2 separate regions of the Oryctolagus cuniculus genome follow, and region 1 is linked to region 2. The links are chromatin contacts, called in public Micro-C maps. All regions are on one chromosome and are shown on one strand. The core of a region is the stretch at or near the end of the contact, and the rest is flanking DNA. Distances in the headings are between cores, read along the strand shown.

Evidence for each region. Hi-C and Micro-C count contacts between places; a contact is called where the count stands out from the background.
Region 1: a contact with region 2 is called in a Micro-C map of ear pinna, with 5 times the contacts expected there. The contact joins the promoter of MAPK14 here to the promoter of BRPF3 in region 2. A contact is called at or near these places in 3 of 6 Hi-C or Micro-C datasets (ear pinna, psoas muscle and an unstated tissue).

What each region holds. Positions count from the first base shown.
Region 1 is chr5:133,479,351-133,483,564 of mOryCun1.1, reverse strand. It overlaps MAPK14 (mitogen-activated protein kinase 14), which reads left to right and starts at 1,793. Exons shown (of 12, transcript XM_002714646.5): 1 at 1,793-2,271. The coding sequence starts at 2,156. It overlaps SLC26A8 (solute carrier family 26 member 8), which reads right to left and starts at 1,633. Exons shown (of 21, transcript XM_051855725.2): 1 at 633-1,633. It also overlaps the pseudogene LOC127493149.
Region 2 is chr5:133,294,091-133,298,362 of mOryCun1.1, reverse strand. BRPF3 (bromodomain and PHD finger containing 3) reads left to right here and starts at 1,619. Exons shown (of 13, transcript XM_070074150.1): 1 at 1,619-1,868. It also overlaps LOC127493201.

The DNA of each region.
Region 1 (4,214 bases), core at 544-3,043, 190 kb before region 2:
GAGCTGGACTGGAAGAGGGGCAACCGGGACAGAATCCGTCGCCCCAACCGGGACTAGAACCCGGGGTACCGGCACCATAGGTGGAGGATTAGCGTGATGAGCCGCGGCGCCGGCAGCAAAGAGCATCATTTCCAAGTTCCTTCGGCCACTGTCTAGCGGCTGGGCGTGACTGCCCTCCATCCAACAAAGCAAGAGTGGGGCTGGCGCTGGCCTGACTCAGAATGGGGACCGGGGTGTTGCAGCAGTCTTCGCCTCTTCGCCGGGGGACGCCCGTGCATAAACAGGATTGGATGGGAAGAGGAGGAGCCAAGGGATCGGGAAGGGGTTCAGTCAGGGAGCATAAAGTGACGAGACCGACGGGGCGGGCGAGCCAACTCCAGGGCGTCTGGAAGGAGTCCGCTTGCAAAGGGCACGAACTGCCTCTTGCCGGTGCCGTTCCACGCGGCCGTTCAAAGCAGAGGCGGGAGATAAGCTTCCAGGCACCGTCGTCAGCCACTCACTCTACCAATATTGACCGAGCGAGCGCCCGCGACGTGCGGGACCCCGCTGCGGGCGGCGGACCCAGCCCGGCCCGCGACCCGCGACTCTCTGCCTGCAGCCCCGCCTCCCGGGCGGCCCTGGCAGCAGCTCACCTGTTTCCCCGCCCGAGGCGGGAGTGCGGCGGGCGGCTCGGGTCTCCCAGGGCTCTGGCCTGGCTGGCAGCGCTGCCGACCCGGACGCCGGCGGTTCCCGAGCCGTTGCGGCCGAACCCGCGGGCGTTCGGGGCGGGCGGGCAACGAGAGCGGGGGCGAGGAAGGAGAACACGGCCGTGGGAGCCCTCGGCCCCTGTCCTGGGGTGGCCCTCAAAGGATCGGAGGACAAGATAGACTCCCATCCTTGCGCTCAGGGTAGCAGGCGTTAGCACGGGCCGGGCCAGCACCAGTAGGTATGGGCCTGGGGTTACAACACTTGCCCACTCGCGGGTATTTTCTTGTCCCTATGAGGTGGGAACGGAGGACCGGAGTTCTCTTGCAACTGAGCAGGGCCTACCGGCTTGCCTAAAAGCGACATTGCCACAAGCGCACTCCCTGCTCCTCCGCCTTCCTGGGAGAGCCCCCACTTAAAATCTCCAAGTCCTCTTCTCAGGACTGCTCTTGGGGCCGAAGTCGGTTTATAAGCTTCGGGGCCACGGCTTTTAAGACACATCAGAGCCACCTGTACGGCCCCGACCCCCGCAGAGGCCCCTGAGGGTCCCGGGGCGACCTTTGCACCCGTTCGGGTGCAAAGTCTCGGCTTCCAGCGGGGCTAATATTTGTCTTTGGGGCCGATTTCGTCAGCGTCCCGGAGGGTTAGCCATCTGTCCATGAGCACACGGGAATGCGACGGCCTTCTGACTGGAACCAGTTTTTGACGCCGGTATTTCTTGGAAACGGCGGAGTTCCACCGAGCAGGTGCTCGGCCGCAGTTCCAAGATCTGTTGGCTCTTTTCCCGACACGCTTACTCGTCCCCGTCGCTCTCCGCAGTGGTCAGGCACTACAGCCCCACCAACCACAGTGGGGCGCGCGCGGCCTGTGGTGCGCGAGCATCCCCGCCTTAGCCGTCCGCCTCGGCGCCCCGAAGAACAGTCCCCGGGAGTTCCTGCCTCTGGGCTCCAGCTGTTGCTCTCTTCTCGCGAGAACTGCTCCTCCGGCGCTCTCTCCTCCCGAACCCCCTCCCGCGGGGAGGTTCCATATTGGGTAAAATCTCGGCTCGCGGAGAGTCCCGGGAGCTGATCTCGCGAGAGGACGGCAGGCGGCTCCTGTTCGCTGGCTCTGGAACTGCGACCACTGGAGCCTCAGCTGGCGCTGCAACTGGAGCGGGAGTCCAGCGGCACGGCCCGCCGTCGGCCCGGCCCGGGAGAGGGTGCAGGGAGACCCCGGCGGGCGCAGCCCTCAGCCTCGGAGCGCGCTCCTGCCCTTTGCCGGGCTCGCCTCGGTCCCTGAGGCGCGTCCAGCAGCTGCAGCTGACAGGGGCCGCACGCGCGGGTGTCTGCGGGGGTCTCAGCAGCCGCACCTGCGCGGCGGCCAGCGCGAGGTCCCCGCCCGCCTGGGCGGGCGACGAGGGCCGGGGAGCGGGCGTGGGTGCAGGCGGGGGCACCTCAGGGCCACCTCCTCGCCCCGCGGCCGTCGCTGGAAAATGTCTCAGGAGAGGCCCACGTTCTATCGGCAGGAGCTGAACAAGACAATCTGGGAGGTGCCCGAGCGTTACCAGAATCTGTCCCCGGTGGGCTCTGGCGCCTATGGCTCCGTGTGGTGAGTGTTGCTAGGCCCGGGGCCGCGGTGGGTAGGGTGGCCCCTGGTGCCCGAGGGCCAGGCCTGCCCCCGCGGCTCCGCTATGCGCCCAGCGGCAGGAATTTCCCCCGAGGGAGAGCATGGCTGTCCCTGCACCCCCTGCATCCCGCAGCCTGCACGCCCAGGGCGGTGGTCCATTGCGTGCAGGCGCAGGTCCGCTGTGGGCGGTAGGTGGTGGTGCTGGCTGGAGCTCGCTCCTGGCGCACGCCCTGCGCTTTCGTTTCGCTGAGCGCTGCTCCCCCCCGGGGGGCAGGCCCTGGGGGAGGGGCGGCTGTTCTGCGGGGAGCTGGGGAGGGGGGTCCCTACGAACACTTTGCAGAAGGACCCTCTCCCGGGGGTGCACCCGTCCCGGGGGCGCGGACGACCCGGGGAGCTGCGGGAGAAAGCAGAACCCGGTTGGGAGATCGGGTGGTCTGAACAAAACTGACGACGAAGGTAGCCCCCTCCAGGCTTTTCTTTCTTTCCTTCTTTTTTGCAAACCTCTGTGGAAATCCCGTCTGGAGAAGCGTTCTTTTTGAATTCGCAGCGACCCATAGGGCTTAAAATATCGGCTTTATCTCGGCGAGCCCTGTGCCAGCTTGAGTGGTGTGTTTCCGATTCGGTCGAGAGCGTGTTTCCTTTCCGTGGAGGGCGGCGGTGGTGGCTGCCGCTTGAGAAACTGGCGGCCTGGCTGATTAGTCACATACCACTGCTCATTTAAAGTATTGTTTGACGAAGCAGGGTTCTCACGGGGAGCAGGGGAGCCTCGGATCCCTCCGCCGCGTGCCCTCGAAACCCAAAAGTCGCTCACGGTGCAGGGAGCTACTGTGAATATTTGAAAGTTGAGATAATTCCTGTGAATCGTGTATTTTTAAGGCCCCTTGGAGAGTGTGCAGAGACCTTATCTGTGGCTATGGCCTGAGATACACTTGGTTTTCGTTAGGATCGGGAACTTCCAGGAGAAGAAAGTTAGACACCGGCCAGCTGTCCTTTACAAGGTGCCTGTATTTAAGTTGACACCAGGACATTTCCAGACCTGAAGTATTTCACTGACTTCTCTAACTTCCAAGGCCTTAGACACTGTATTTTATACTTAGTATCTTTTGAGAGCTCCTGATCTGAAACTAAGTGTCCGGCTTCATAGTAAGCTTTTTCCTGTTTTATCAATTCCTGGGCATGCATGGGTGGAAAAGGAGCTAGGAAAATGCTTTTTTTGTTTTGTTTTGTTCGGAACAAATTCCAGGCTTTTGGATTTGTTCATCTTTAAATATGATTCCCGTGTTTCTTAAAATCACATCATGAATTTCCTGTTTGGTAGAATCTTCTGGGTAATTGAGATTGTGCAATTGTGTCCAGCAACAGATCGTATTGCATTTTCTAGTTCAAGCCGCTTGAGTAATGCTGCAGGTGTCACCGTGGCTGACATCTTTCTCCCACTTTTACGCTGTGGCAGTTAACCTTTTCAAGGAATTTGAAGCTTTTTTAGTTAGTATATATACTAGTTATTGATTTGCTAATTTTCAGAGGTGTATTTAGATAATTGCTCCTTTAAAATTTAAGGACTCTGTGGCCAGCGCTGTGGTGCTGTTATCCCACATGTGCGCAGACTTGAGTCCTGGTGGCTCCACTTCTGATCCAGCTCTCTACTGTGGCCTGGGAAAGCAATGGAAGATGGCCCAAGTCCTTGGGCCCCTGCACCCAGGTGGGAGATCCAGAGGAGACTCCTGGCTCCTGGCTTCAAATCAGCCCAGCTCTGGCCTTTACAGCAGATGAAAGACCTTTCTCTATGTCTCTCTTCTCTCTGTCTGTAACTCTATCACTCAAATAAAATCTTTGAAAAAAAAATTTATGGGCTCATTAATATACCTCCATTTTTCATTCTTTTTAAGGTTTTATTTATTTATTTGAGAGGTAGAGTTACAGGC
Region 2 (4,272 bases), core at 370-2,869:
TTCCCTTCTACAATTAATCATCTTTTCTTCCACATCTTCCTTCCAAATGCCTATTCCCCCTAGCTTTGGAACACTTGACAGTAATTCGTACTATTTCATCTTCACAGCTTTCAAAACATTGCCCTGCCCTGGCTTAGCTTCCCATGCCACTCCTTTCTTTGTAAAACTTGGTGAACTCCAGTGTTTTTGCACCGCTCTTTGCCAGATGATGCTACCATCGACTCAGAAACTACCTTTGCAACGCAAATTAGCTTCCATAATCTAGCGCAATCAAACTTGAAAACTCTATGTTTAAACCCCTTAGGATAATGAACACCTATCTTTCAACAGCAGCAGTACATTCATTGTAAACATTTCCAAGACTTGGACCTCAAGACTTTCTCCTTCACCGTCCTGTCCCTAGAATGCAAGTCCTTGATCATCAGAACCCAGCCCGGTCTCCCCAGCCACGCCAGCGGCGCAGGCACGGGAGACCTTTCAGAAGTCATCCCGCTTCTCATGTAGAGGCAGCCTAGCCAGGCGTCCTTTATAAACATCACTCCAAGAGGTGCTTAAGTCTCAGGAGGTAAGCCTTGCAATTCATAGGCTAAGGGGCGGGAGGGCAGGTGGCAAAGAAGTCCTTTACCCATTTTTTTTTTTTTTTAATTAAAACCGAAGCCAGTTCGATTACTTTTGCAAGTCTGAGCTGCCATTTGCCAAGCATCTTGTCGACAGCCGTCCGGAGTATTACATTAACCGACTCCTAGCCAAATCAGGTTTTAGGAGAAAGTGTTTCCCGTGCTTACATTGACGAACGAGTTACCAGACGTCCTTAAAAATCGACTGTCAAACTTTTCTGTTTACTCTCCTTAAATACAGAAGGGAAAGGGTGGCACACGACTAAGGTCCGTTTCTTAGCGGATGTCTGGTGCGGAGCCAGGCGCTCACCTGGACACAACAGAGGCAGGGCTTTCCCGGCTGGCCTCCCTGGGGGAGGGGCTGGACAGCGCCAGACCTTTGTCCTCGGGACCTGGACAGGGGCGGGGGTACCTTCTGGGAGTCACGCAGGCACCTGCATCCCAGGAAACCACGGACCCGCTTTGGACTTCAAAGGCTGCCCTGGCTTAATCTTCGGTGGTGCCCTCCAGCTTGGGGCGGGAGTTTGTCACCCCAACCTTAGCTGCCTCGCCCGCGGAGACCCGGGAAGGGGCGACTGGCCATTCTAAAGAGTTAGGGGTCCCCCCTTCCCTCCACGCTCTCGTCAGGCGCGCGGGGCGGCTGGCATGGACGGGGTGAGCCGGGGCCGCGGCGGGCGCAGACCCGGTTTCTGCTCGGTGCCCCTGCCGCGTCCGTACCGCCACCGTGAGGCCGAGCCAGGGACGGTGCCCCGTGGCGGCGGCGGCGGCGGCGGCGGCAGCAGCGGCGGCTCCGCGCTCCTCTCCGCGCCGCCCCGGCCGCCGCCGCGCCGGGGACGGGCGGGGGGATTTTTCTCCCGTTTCCCCCCTTTCGCGCTCTCGCTCCTGTTCAGCGGGAGAACCCGCGGAGCCAGGGAGGGAGCGAGGGAAGGGGTGGAGGTGGCGGGGGGGAGGCCGGAGGGGCGGATCCTGCCTGGGGGCTGATCCCTCCCTCCCCTCGGCCGGGCTCCGTGGCGGCAGCGGCGGCGGCGGCGGCGGCGGCGGCTCCATTCCCCCTCCTCCCCCGGGAGCGGCGGCGGCGGCGGCAGCCGAGCCGGGGCCCCACCGCGGGCCGGGAGGGGGCACGGCAGAGGCCGCAGAGATCGGCGCGGGAGGAGGCCGCGCTCCGCTCCCCGGGCCGCGCCGATCTGCTCGGCGGCCGGCCCTCCCGAGCCCAGGCGCCCCGAACGGTGTGGGGTCGGGCCGGCGGCTGAGGTAATGGGGGCGGCAGCGGGACCAGACAGAGCCAAGGAGCGGGCAGCGGGGCCTACGGGGACCAAGGACTGCGCGGGGCAGGGAGGGGGACGACTGGGGAAGCGGGAGGCTCCCTGAGCGGGGCGGAGGCGGCGCGAAAGCTCTCCTCTGGAGCGAGGGCGGCGGCAGGGAAGGAGAAGGCGGGTGAGGGGGGGAGCTGAAAAGCAAGGACCCCCTCCCGCAGCCGCCATCTTGTCTCCCCCCCGCCTCTGGAAGTCGAGCTGCCAAGCCCCGCCCCCGCCACGTTCTCCAATTGGCCAGACTAGCGGAGAGTCCCGCCCCTTGGTTGGCCCTTGGTTCCCCAGTTCCCCCTGACGAGCAAGTCAGGCGGCCAATGGGCACTCGGCTCTCTGCCTCGCTGGTTCGCTGGCGCTCGCTTTCTCTGTCTGAGGGTCCGATTCCGTGTCTGTCTACTGCGCTCTCCTCCGGTCTGAGGAGATGTTATTTCTCCTGTTTCCTCTTTGAGGGCCCAAAATTCTTCTGGAAGAGGTGCCCCTTAAATGGGCGGGAGAATCCTTGACTGGGGGTTGTGTGGAGTGCAGGGGGCACAGTCTGATTGCAGAAACTCCCTGTTCTTGGGAGACCCAGGGAGGGGGGATGGGCAAGTGGGGGCCCTGAGGGGACCGAAAAAAATCTCTAGAGAGGTGTTGGAAATATTTCTGGAGGAGGTGTGTATGTTCGAAGGACTATGTAGGTTGAGAAACTCCCGCCAAAAAAAACCCTCATCTAGACTGTAAGCTCCATGTGGGCGAAACGTGTCGGTCTCCCCGGCGTCAGCCCCCTCCCTCCGGGTGTGTGCTCCGCGGGGTCCTGAGGCTTGGTCCGGAGAGCTGGGGCGGGGCGGGGGGCTGCCGAGGAGGGAGCGGTGGGGCGGACCGTTGGGTGGCTTAATTGAAGGCAGGGGCCCCTCCGGTCTCCGGAGACTTGTAAGTTGGATGTTCTCACCTCTGCTCGGAGCTGCTTGCGTTTGGCGGGCTGGGGAATAAAACAGGTCTCTTGGCCCAGGCTGCCTGGAGGACTTGGCGTCCGTAAGGAATCTGGAGGCCAGGCGCCTCTGGAACCCGGACAGAACTGCTGGGCTGATTCTGTTTCCTTTGGCTCCGAGTGGAGTGGATGCCTGCCTGCCTGCCTGCCTGTCCTCGGCCAAATTGTGTTGTTTGTTTGTTTGTTTCAGTCACACTGGGAGTTTGGGAGGCCTTTGAAAGGAGGATGTTAATAACACCTTATTAACAAATGGCAACCCTGAAGAGGTAGATTTTACTGCCCTCATTTGACTGGTGGAGAGTGGAGGTACAGAGAGGTTAAGTGGCTTTCCCTGAGTCACACAGGGCCAAGGTTAGAACCTAGGTGGTCCTCAGAGCCTCTAGATGATGGCGTCTTTGTGATATTCTTACCTCCCAGTGAGAAGAGTTGAGAAGCTCTGTCACTTTCTAGCTTGGGTTAAGTCACATCTTTGTGAGCTTCTGTTTCTTTGTAACAAACGGAGAACATACTTTGTTTACTACTATTCCTCAAAGTAGTGGTGAGAAATACTAAAGGAAAATATATCTGTAGTTTGTAAAAGTATGCAAAATTATCACCTTGTACATTACAGATGAAGGTGGTAGAGCCTGCAACCAAGGTGACAAGTCTGTTTTTCCCTTTGAAATCGTCCCCTGTCCATGCCCTTCCAAATCCCTGTCCACTCTGTGGACCTTCCCAGAGGTGTTTCTTGGTGGTGATGTCTTTGGGGAGAACCTACCTCAGCGCTGTATGAGCTTCTTGTAGTTCCCTCCATCCAGAGAATGATGTGGGCATTTTGCTGCCCAAGAGTAGATTGGATTTAAGTGTTTTGGGAAAGAAGGTTTTTTTTTTTTTTTTAAAGATTTATTTATTTATTTGAAAGTGAGAGTTACACAGAGAGGCAGAGAGAGAGGGAGAGGTCTTCCATCCGCTGGTTGACTCCTCAATTGGCTGCAATGGCCAGAGCTGCGCTGATCCGAAGCCAGGAGCCAGAGCTTCTTCCGGTCTCCCCATGTGGGTGCGGGGGCCCAAGGACTTGGGCCATTTTCCACTGCTTTCCCAGGCCATAGCAGAGAGCTGGATTGGAAGTAGAACAGCTGGGTCTTGAACCAGCACCCATATGGGATGCCAGCACTGCAGGTGGTGGCTTTACCTGCTACACCACAACGCCGGCCCCAAGGAAAGAAGGACTTCTGAGATAACTGCACTGAGAGTTTATCTTGGCTACTGGGCCAATCACCTTGGCCTTAAGGCCAGTGAAGTTCCCCCATAGGCTACTTGGTGTTTGAGACATCTCTTGGAGCTTCTCCCACAGCTTCCAGGGTTTCTGCCTAGAAGTGTCCTGGGTAGTGCATCCTGGGTG